Regions from separate parts of the Anas platyrhynchos genome. Here region 1 is linked to region 2. The links are chromatin contacts, called in public Hi-C maps. All regions are on one chromosome and are shown on one strand. The core of a region is the stretch at or near the end of the contact, and the rest is flanking DNA. Distances in the headings are between cores, read along the strand shown. Region 1 has its middle 36 kb from the start of ARRDC4. Region 2 overlaps LOC140003387 (a long non-coding RNA gene).

Region 1 (3,674 bases), core at 684-3,183, 53 kb before region 2:
GGCTGGTGCTGCAAATGGCAAAGCTCAGGTAGAAGTACGTGTTTGGCTTGCACATTGTGTGTTCTTCTCAGTTTTGGCAGGACCCACAGGAACTAGAAACCCCTCAAGCTTTTCTCTAATAATATGGTAAAGTGTCTACTGTGCCAGTTTTCACATGTGCTGCAGAAATATTTATTGCGGTAGGAAGGAACCGTGAGGTTGTGCTGATGGCTTAATCTCCTGGAGCATCCGTGCAGCAGGAAGATCAGGTTAGCTCTCACTCAGTTAGCTCTGACAGCAAATCCTGCAGGTTCTCGTGGCTAATATCAGAGCTCATAATATCACAGGCCTTCTTCTATCCTCTGCTGCTGACTGCTTACAGTTCTGTATGTTATGGGAACCCTGATGGCTGGCTCGTACACGGTGACTGATGCTGAGAAACTCACCAGATGTGTGTTTGATTTGCTCTCAGGAGGAGGGGGGATTTGTCAGGAGGGAAGATGACATTGCTGCTTCTTTCACACCCAGCTTTAAATACGTTCTTGGGAACACCAGACCTTTGTAAGCTTTCTCCCAGGTGAACACATCAAGGTCTGACTGTTCTGCACAATAACCATAAACCTCCAGAGCCTGGAGCATGAAGCATTTAGGAATAATGAGACCTCTTCTTGTATTTCCTTACACGGGGTCACATCGTGACATCGGGGGAATTCGGCTTCAGAGCTGGCATCCCAAGGCTGCGCAGCGACTACTGGCTTGACTAAGTAGCTACCAGCAGTACCCAGGAAAGGCAGTTTGTTTCGGAAGGGTGAATTCCTGGGTGCTCAAATCACACACACAACTGCTTACACAAAGCATTAGTTATGCGTAGTTCGCTAACAAGATTTATGTGTGTGCTGTGCTGGAGGCAGGGAGGCTGAGCAACAACCGCTCGTCTCCGACAATGGCGACTCGTGCTGTAGGTTAGGCACTGGCAATTTGTCACAAAGGCTTGACAAGTTTAACAATGCATCAGGTAGATTTACTCTCACTTTGAGCTTAATGTTCCTCATTCTCTTATGTTCTAGAAATGATTGTTCGGCGAGGTCCGGAGGCTGGGAAGCCGGCTTAGAGGTGTAATGGGACTCACTCGTGGCTATCGTCGAATCTAAAATTGTTCCTTTGAATATTGTCTGCAGCCTTTAAGAGGCAGACTGTGAGACGTTAATGCCACCAAAGGGTTTTTCTTGGTAGAGAAGAATCTTCCTCTTGATATTCAGCAGTTTCTTTATGGGGTTGTTTGGTCTCTAGACATGAGAAAATCCTGGCAATTTTGATCATTTGAAGAGAATGAGTAATGCGTAGCGCCTAGTTACAGTGTGTCGCTCTTCAAATCCCTGATTATGCTTTATTTTCTATTATGTTGAATGGAGTGATTCTATTATGGACTATCATTTTCTCTTTTTACTGTGGTTTATTTCAAGGATTCCTGCTGGAGCCCTATCTACAGAACATTTCTAGATTACAATTGACTATCTAAGACTGTTTCAGGAATACTTAATGGGCCAACTCAAATTAGCCAATCTGAAGAAGTGAATTTTGGCCTTGAGAGCTATCTGAACGCATGCCATTCTGCAAGCAAAGGGAAAAGGCTGCCTGCTGTCAGGATTTCAGTAGGTGTCAGTGTGGATTTTAAGCTGGATGCTCAGCCTGCGTATTAAGGTTCTTTTCTCCGTGACTTATCGCAGTCCTGTGCTCAGTTATCAGCCCCTGGTTCAATTTGACCTCCTCCTTCTGCACTCTGCCGGGAGATTGCCGGTGATAGGTGGGCACTAACTTAGAGAACAGACCCAGGACAAGAAAAGGGTCTTAAGCCTCTACAAATCCATGACCCAAACATCCTGCCTGTGTAGCTGGGGGCTGTAACAGCGTCAAACATCTGGCCCAGGCACACGGGGAGATACTGCACAGCCGTCCCGGTGCAGCCCTCGGTGTCCTTATCTGGCAGGAAAGGCCAGGCTGGCTTGGGGAGATCAAAAGAGCTCCTCTCATCCAGCCCATCAGCACTTGGGCTGGCTCTGATTGCTGCTGAGAGCATGTCAAAGGTAAACACGAGAACAAATAGGCAAATAATGACCGAGAAGAAAGGTGGGCTGCCAGTGGGTGGCCGGCTGATCTTCAGAGCGTGATATCCAGGACCAGCCTTCACAGGGAGTGTTGTGACAGATGAGAGCAAACGCTGAGCAAGGCAGAAGGCAGCGAGGGGTCTGTTTATGGCAGGAGAGATAGGGCACAGCTGGTGGTGACGCCAGGGGATGAGATGGGGTGACCTAGAAGGTGCCGTGAGCTCCTGAGCTGGTCCTGTGGAGGGAAACGGAGGTGGGAGCTTAAAGCAGAGTAGGGAAGTGATGGCGACTTCTTTGAAACTCTCTGCAAAATGAAGTGTGATTGCTACTTCTTTCCAGATTTTGGGCAACGTTTCAGCACATTTCTCATTTGTTTGGCTTATCTGGCTCCAATTACTACGTTTCCAAAACTTCTGTGCTACATACGGTTAGGGAGTTTGGGGTTTATCGATGGGGCTGGACTCCTGAACACACGCTTCAAGCTACAGAATTATCTACTTTATTATATTCTTCCTCTGTAGCTTAAGGAAATTATAAAAACGAAAAAAAGCAAAATTATAGGCTGGAGGGATATCTTACCCCCCCAGGTCTTTTTTTTTTTTTTTTTTTTGCTAGTTATTAAATCTTGCAAAGGTTTTAATTTCATAAACTGAGATGGATACAGAAGTACTGACCCAATAAGCTGTCTTTCATGAACATTATTAAAATATCAAGGAATAATTTAATTTTCCCTCTGCATGGTTTTAGTTTTTCTTTCTTTAGCCTGGCCAGGGCTCTTTATATTAAGTCTCTTATAGAACAGCTTGTGTTGGGCTAGGGGGGGACAGCAGGGTCTGCATAAACCTCTGCAGCTCCACCTTATGGCTCTGCCCCATGAGAGGGCATCTGAACAGCAGCCTTGGTTCGTTTCCCTCTGCTCAGTGCTGGCCTGAGCTGCTCTGCATTTGTTGGCTGATGCCTTTTGCTCCAGAGATGGTGGATTTAGGTTCGGTTTTGGCACTGCATCACCTTTTTGGTATGGCTTCCACTGCGTCTGAAGCATGAGCTTGTTTGTTTGTTTATGTGCTCGGTTGAATGAAGATGAAGTGAAGTGCACGCTGATGGGATTTCCTGGTAGAGGATCCAAGTCAGAATTTTGTGGTGCTAAGCAGGGGGCAGTTAGAAAAAATAATAAAAATAAAAAAAGAAAGTTAGCCCTTATTTGATAGCAACCCACAGACCAATGTGAGTGCCCCTCTTACTATGAAAATATTCCAGTGCATTCCCCTGGTCGTGCTTTTGTTGGGAAGCAGCACTTCACAGAGCCTCGCTATGTGTACCTGTAAAATCTCTCCTGTTTGATGTTGGCACTTTTCTGAAGATGTGTTTTTTCCAACACGAGCCTGAGTCAGTAACAGACAGCTCAGAGGAAAGGGTGGGCTCCAGGAACAAATACGGCTTTCGTCTCCTCTCTTTGAGGGCTTGGGATCACAAAAAGAAATGTAACCTGGCTGGTCGGCGTGTTTCTGTTCTGTGTTCAAAAGTCTGATGCGGAGGAGACCAAGAGCTGGTAATCAGTACCGAGTTAATTCCTGCCTTCATTGTGGCTGC
Region 2 (3,735 bases), core at 407-2,906:
CACTCCTGTTTTTAATAGGTAAGACCCTGCAGTTCCGTCTCACAACTTTACTGACACAAGATCTTATTAAAAGCAATCCTCCCCCTCTCCTCCTTGAAATCCGAGCTTCTGATAGCTTCATCCACATTGTGTTTATTTTATATACACAGCTCTGCAGCTGCTGCTTCCTTCTTCTCCGATAAATGACAGCGTAACTGTTGCATCCACTAAAAAAAAGTAAATAAAATTAAATGGGGAAGAACAATACATCTCTGGCAGAGAATAATAACTCTTTTAAGGCACGTATCTAAATTGTACAGCCTGATCTTAATTGTAAGGATAATTCTTTGTTATTTCAAGCAACTTGGAACAGGACAGAAAATGCACGCTCTTGGCAGTACATCCAGAAAGAATTCTTTGGAAACAATGGGGAGAATTCTCCTGAACTGAAAAGAGATTGAAGCGTCTTTATTAGGTTAATAGGGCTATACTCTGTGATGAGGGAAGAATGGAAGAATATGCTGCAATCTGTTGTCTGCTTGGTTTGGAAGCTTTTTCAGCGCAGACAATACTGGATGAGGCCGGGAGTGTTGGGTGCCAGCGTTAGCAGCGAGGCGTCCTGTGCCCAGCCACCTTGGGCGTCTGTGGCTCCCTCCTCAGGGGGACCACGAGCAGGAGCTTTTCCTCATCCTCCCCAGTCCGTGAGCCAGGCTGAGCCGCTGCTGGACTGGTGCCACTGATGTGTGGCCCCCCCTCTGGCCCTAGGCACTGCCTGTCTGGTGTCACAGCCGCCGTTTCACTGTCTGTGCTGTTGCTGATGAAGCCACCACCAACAGTGGAGGCCAGCAGCAGCATGGTGGTAGCTGCCAGTGCTGTTTAGCCGTGGCTGTGGGACTAGGATACAATTTCAGGTCTCTAGTCAGTCCTTAGACAAGCATCCTTCTGAATGTGCCCATGGTTTGTTGGAGAAGCTGGGAAACAATATTAACCAGAGGCAGAACAAAGCAAGTGTGAGTAACGTGAAATCAAACCACAGGAAAATATTTGCTGGAATCAATTCCTGCAGCAGAAGCTGGAATTGTTTTTGAGAATCGTTCAGCTCTTCCTGGAATAAGGGGAAGCTGTGCAGATGTGCAGTCTGCCATTCGGCAGCATGACCGGTTCACAGACTGCAGCAAGTCACTGGAGGGGAGCTAGGGACAGGAGACAGTCGGGTAGCTGGGGAAAAAAGAGGTCCAGTGATCTGATGGAGGGAAGGCTAAGAAATACTTCCAAACAATGAAGCACTGACCTTGGTGAGGAGACAGGAAAGGATGAAAGGATAAAGAAATAATCCAGGTGATGGCTTAAAAATGTAGATATCTTTTATTTAAAAGAAAGAAGAGAGAGAGATAGCTACAAAAGGTGGGAGGTGCATATCTGTTTTGAAAGCAGCTAAGAAAGACCTTGGGAAAGATCAAGCCAGGCCAAGCGCTGCAGCTCCGTGTGAGTAACAGCAGCTGACAGTCAGTCGAGGTGGAAGCCTTATCAAAAGGATGAAGGGATAATGGCTATACAAGGAACGAAAAAGGTTACTGAAACAGGTGAAGCAGCACCAGTGGGAGATCTCCCCTGGATCTCAGCTGGGAGATGGCTAGAGGAAGGGGTGAAGGAGGGCATGGGCTCAGCACACAGTGTGACTGTTCCCATGCCACAGCAGGATGCAGCCATTCTGCCTGCCCACTGGTAGAACAGCTCTGCCCTGCCTGCGGTGCCCTGCCCCACGTGTGGCAGCGCAGCCTGCACAGCTCCCTGCAAGGTGCCATGGGGCAGAGCTCAGCAGAGGGCCCCAAATGCTAGGAGGATAGATTCCAGCTGTGCTTGCTGCTCCCCGCGCAAAACCTGAGTGCTGAAGGCAATCTTAAGCCTCCTGTGTGTCACGTTTGCCGTGCGTTCAGCGGCAGTTTACCCTTGCACCTAAATAGATAGCAGCAAGTTGTTTACCATGGCCTCAGCCTGGTTTCTTGCCCTGCTTGCAGGGCACTCGCAGGGCTCAGTACTGCCCGGAGGCCTGACTGGGCAGGGGGTGGGGTAAATCTCAGCTTCCTGGAGAGGAGGAGGATGCTTGGGACCATGTTCACGTTCACGTACCTGCTGTGCAAGGCAGGCTGAGGCTGGCTGTGGGTTCCTATTCCAGAGTAGCCTCAGGGGTAAATAAAAGAGGCCACGTTCCCATGAGCGCTGGCCCTCGAACCAGCTACAGCGGGGAAAAGGGCAGCTCCTTGTCCTCAGCTAACCTGGGGAGAAGCATCTGAGATACCTGGGTGTCTCCCTGCCACTGTTTCAATATGGCAAAAGGAAAATGCTTGTCCCGTGTGCTGCCCGGACCTGCCCCTATACTTGCCTTTTTATCACAGTGCCTTAGAGAGCAAGTGGTCCCATTGCTGAGCGCTCCTCCTCGTTGTCCTGGGATTGAACATAGCAGAGTCTGCAGCCCAGCCCTGGGATTCAGAGTGGACTTAAGTAAAATGAGAGCTTGCATTCCCACAAAACATTTTTGAAGAGCTTGTCCTCTGCCCAGCTTGTCTGAAGCAGTGGCTGCGTCTTCCCAAGGCATGAGGACGCTCGTGCACATACACGCAGGGTGTGTTTGTTCTCTGGGTGAAGGCTGAGAGCACTGAGCTTAGAGCAGTTTGCTCTGTGGGGCTAGACCATTTTTTCTCTCCTCTGTTGCAGCCTGGCTGTGAGTAACAGCACCACGCTCTGCTCCCTTGTGCCACTGCCTGGCAAATTCCAGGCATGAACTGGGGGCAACATCTGACCTTTTGAAATTATCCATGAAGCACCAGACACAACTCGACAGGGGAGGCAGGAAGAATCTAAATCTGAAGGGGCACCCTCCTGTCCTGATGCTGCACTTTGGTAAGTGGCAGCAAGATCACTGCTGGGTCCGGGTTTGTCTTTTCACTGGGAGGAAGATTTTACGGTTCTTGGAGTGTCTGGCCTAGCAATTAGCATGCTGATGCTCCGTGCATATGCTGCAACTTGAGGCAGAGCACGAAGTCGCTTGACTGATATTAATGTAAGCTAGAGTTCATCATGAACTAATCATGCCACCAGAGATTTATCCTTTGGTGAAGGTGAGAATTTGTCTGGGAACTGACCGGGTTTTTCTCTGCGGACTAAACGCTGAATTAGGACCAATGAGGTGGTGAGGACACGGTGAGCAAAAAGTCTTGCCCTGTGAATGAGGGCAATAAATGAGGTTTCCATGGAGTTGCGTAAGCTGCTAACCTTCCTGGCTGCAAAGTGCCACCTAGTGTTCGCAGCCAGCCCTGCTGGATCTCCGGTCCCCGAGAAATGTGAGTGGCAGGCACACGGCTTAAAAAGCCTGCAAAGGAGGCAGACAAACCTTAATTTTTAAAAACCAGGTAGCATTGGTCTTTAACACAGGATTGTCCTCAGTGTCTTTAATAGGAAATGTTTCATCTGGGTTAAAAAATGAATCTAGCTCTCGGAAAGGAAAGTACAGACCATGTTGAAGGAGCGTGTTATCTTGAAGCCGACTGTGGAATTTCATGCACAAAATATGTGCCCGATGATGTGTCAGATTTGCACGTGTAGCAAGCATTATGGCATGATGCATGTTGTTTGCATTGCAGCGGTGCCTCTGTGTGCTGATGAGGGAAGAAGATTGGGCTCTGCACACACACATGGGTGCAGGAAGGGCCCTTTCTTGCAAGTTTACAAACCAGCTGCAATGAGTAGGTGAATCCA

What was found. Hi-C and Micro-C count contacts between places; a contact is called where the count stands out from the background.
Region 1: a contact with region 2 is called in a Hi-C map of F5 follicle, with 2.7 times the contacts expected there. The contact joins two enhancer-like sites. A contact is called at or near these places in 5 of 8 Hi-C or Micro-C datasets (F5 follicle, liver, skeletal muscle and 1 more).

Annotation. Positions count from the first base shown.
Region 1 is chr11:20,867,825-20,871,498 of IASCAAS_PekinDuck_T2T, reverse strand. No RefSeq gene overlaps it. Among named protein-coding and RNA genes, the nearest start is that of ARRDC4, 36 kb to the right of the region's middle. Within about 2 kb of position 1,933, at least 5 of the 8 cell types and tissues checked have an H3K27ac peak or open chromatin away from gene starts, as enhancers often do.
Region 2 is chr11:20,814,187-20,817,921 of IASCAAS_PekinDuck_T2T, reverse strand. All of the region lies in intron 4 of LOC140003387 (a long non-coding RNA gene), which reads right to left. Among named protein-coding and RNA genes, the nearest start is that of ARRDC4, 18 kb to the left of the region's middle. Within about 2 kb of position 1,656, at least 1 of the 8 cell types and tissues checked has an H3K27ac peak or open chromatin away from gene starts, as enhancers often do.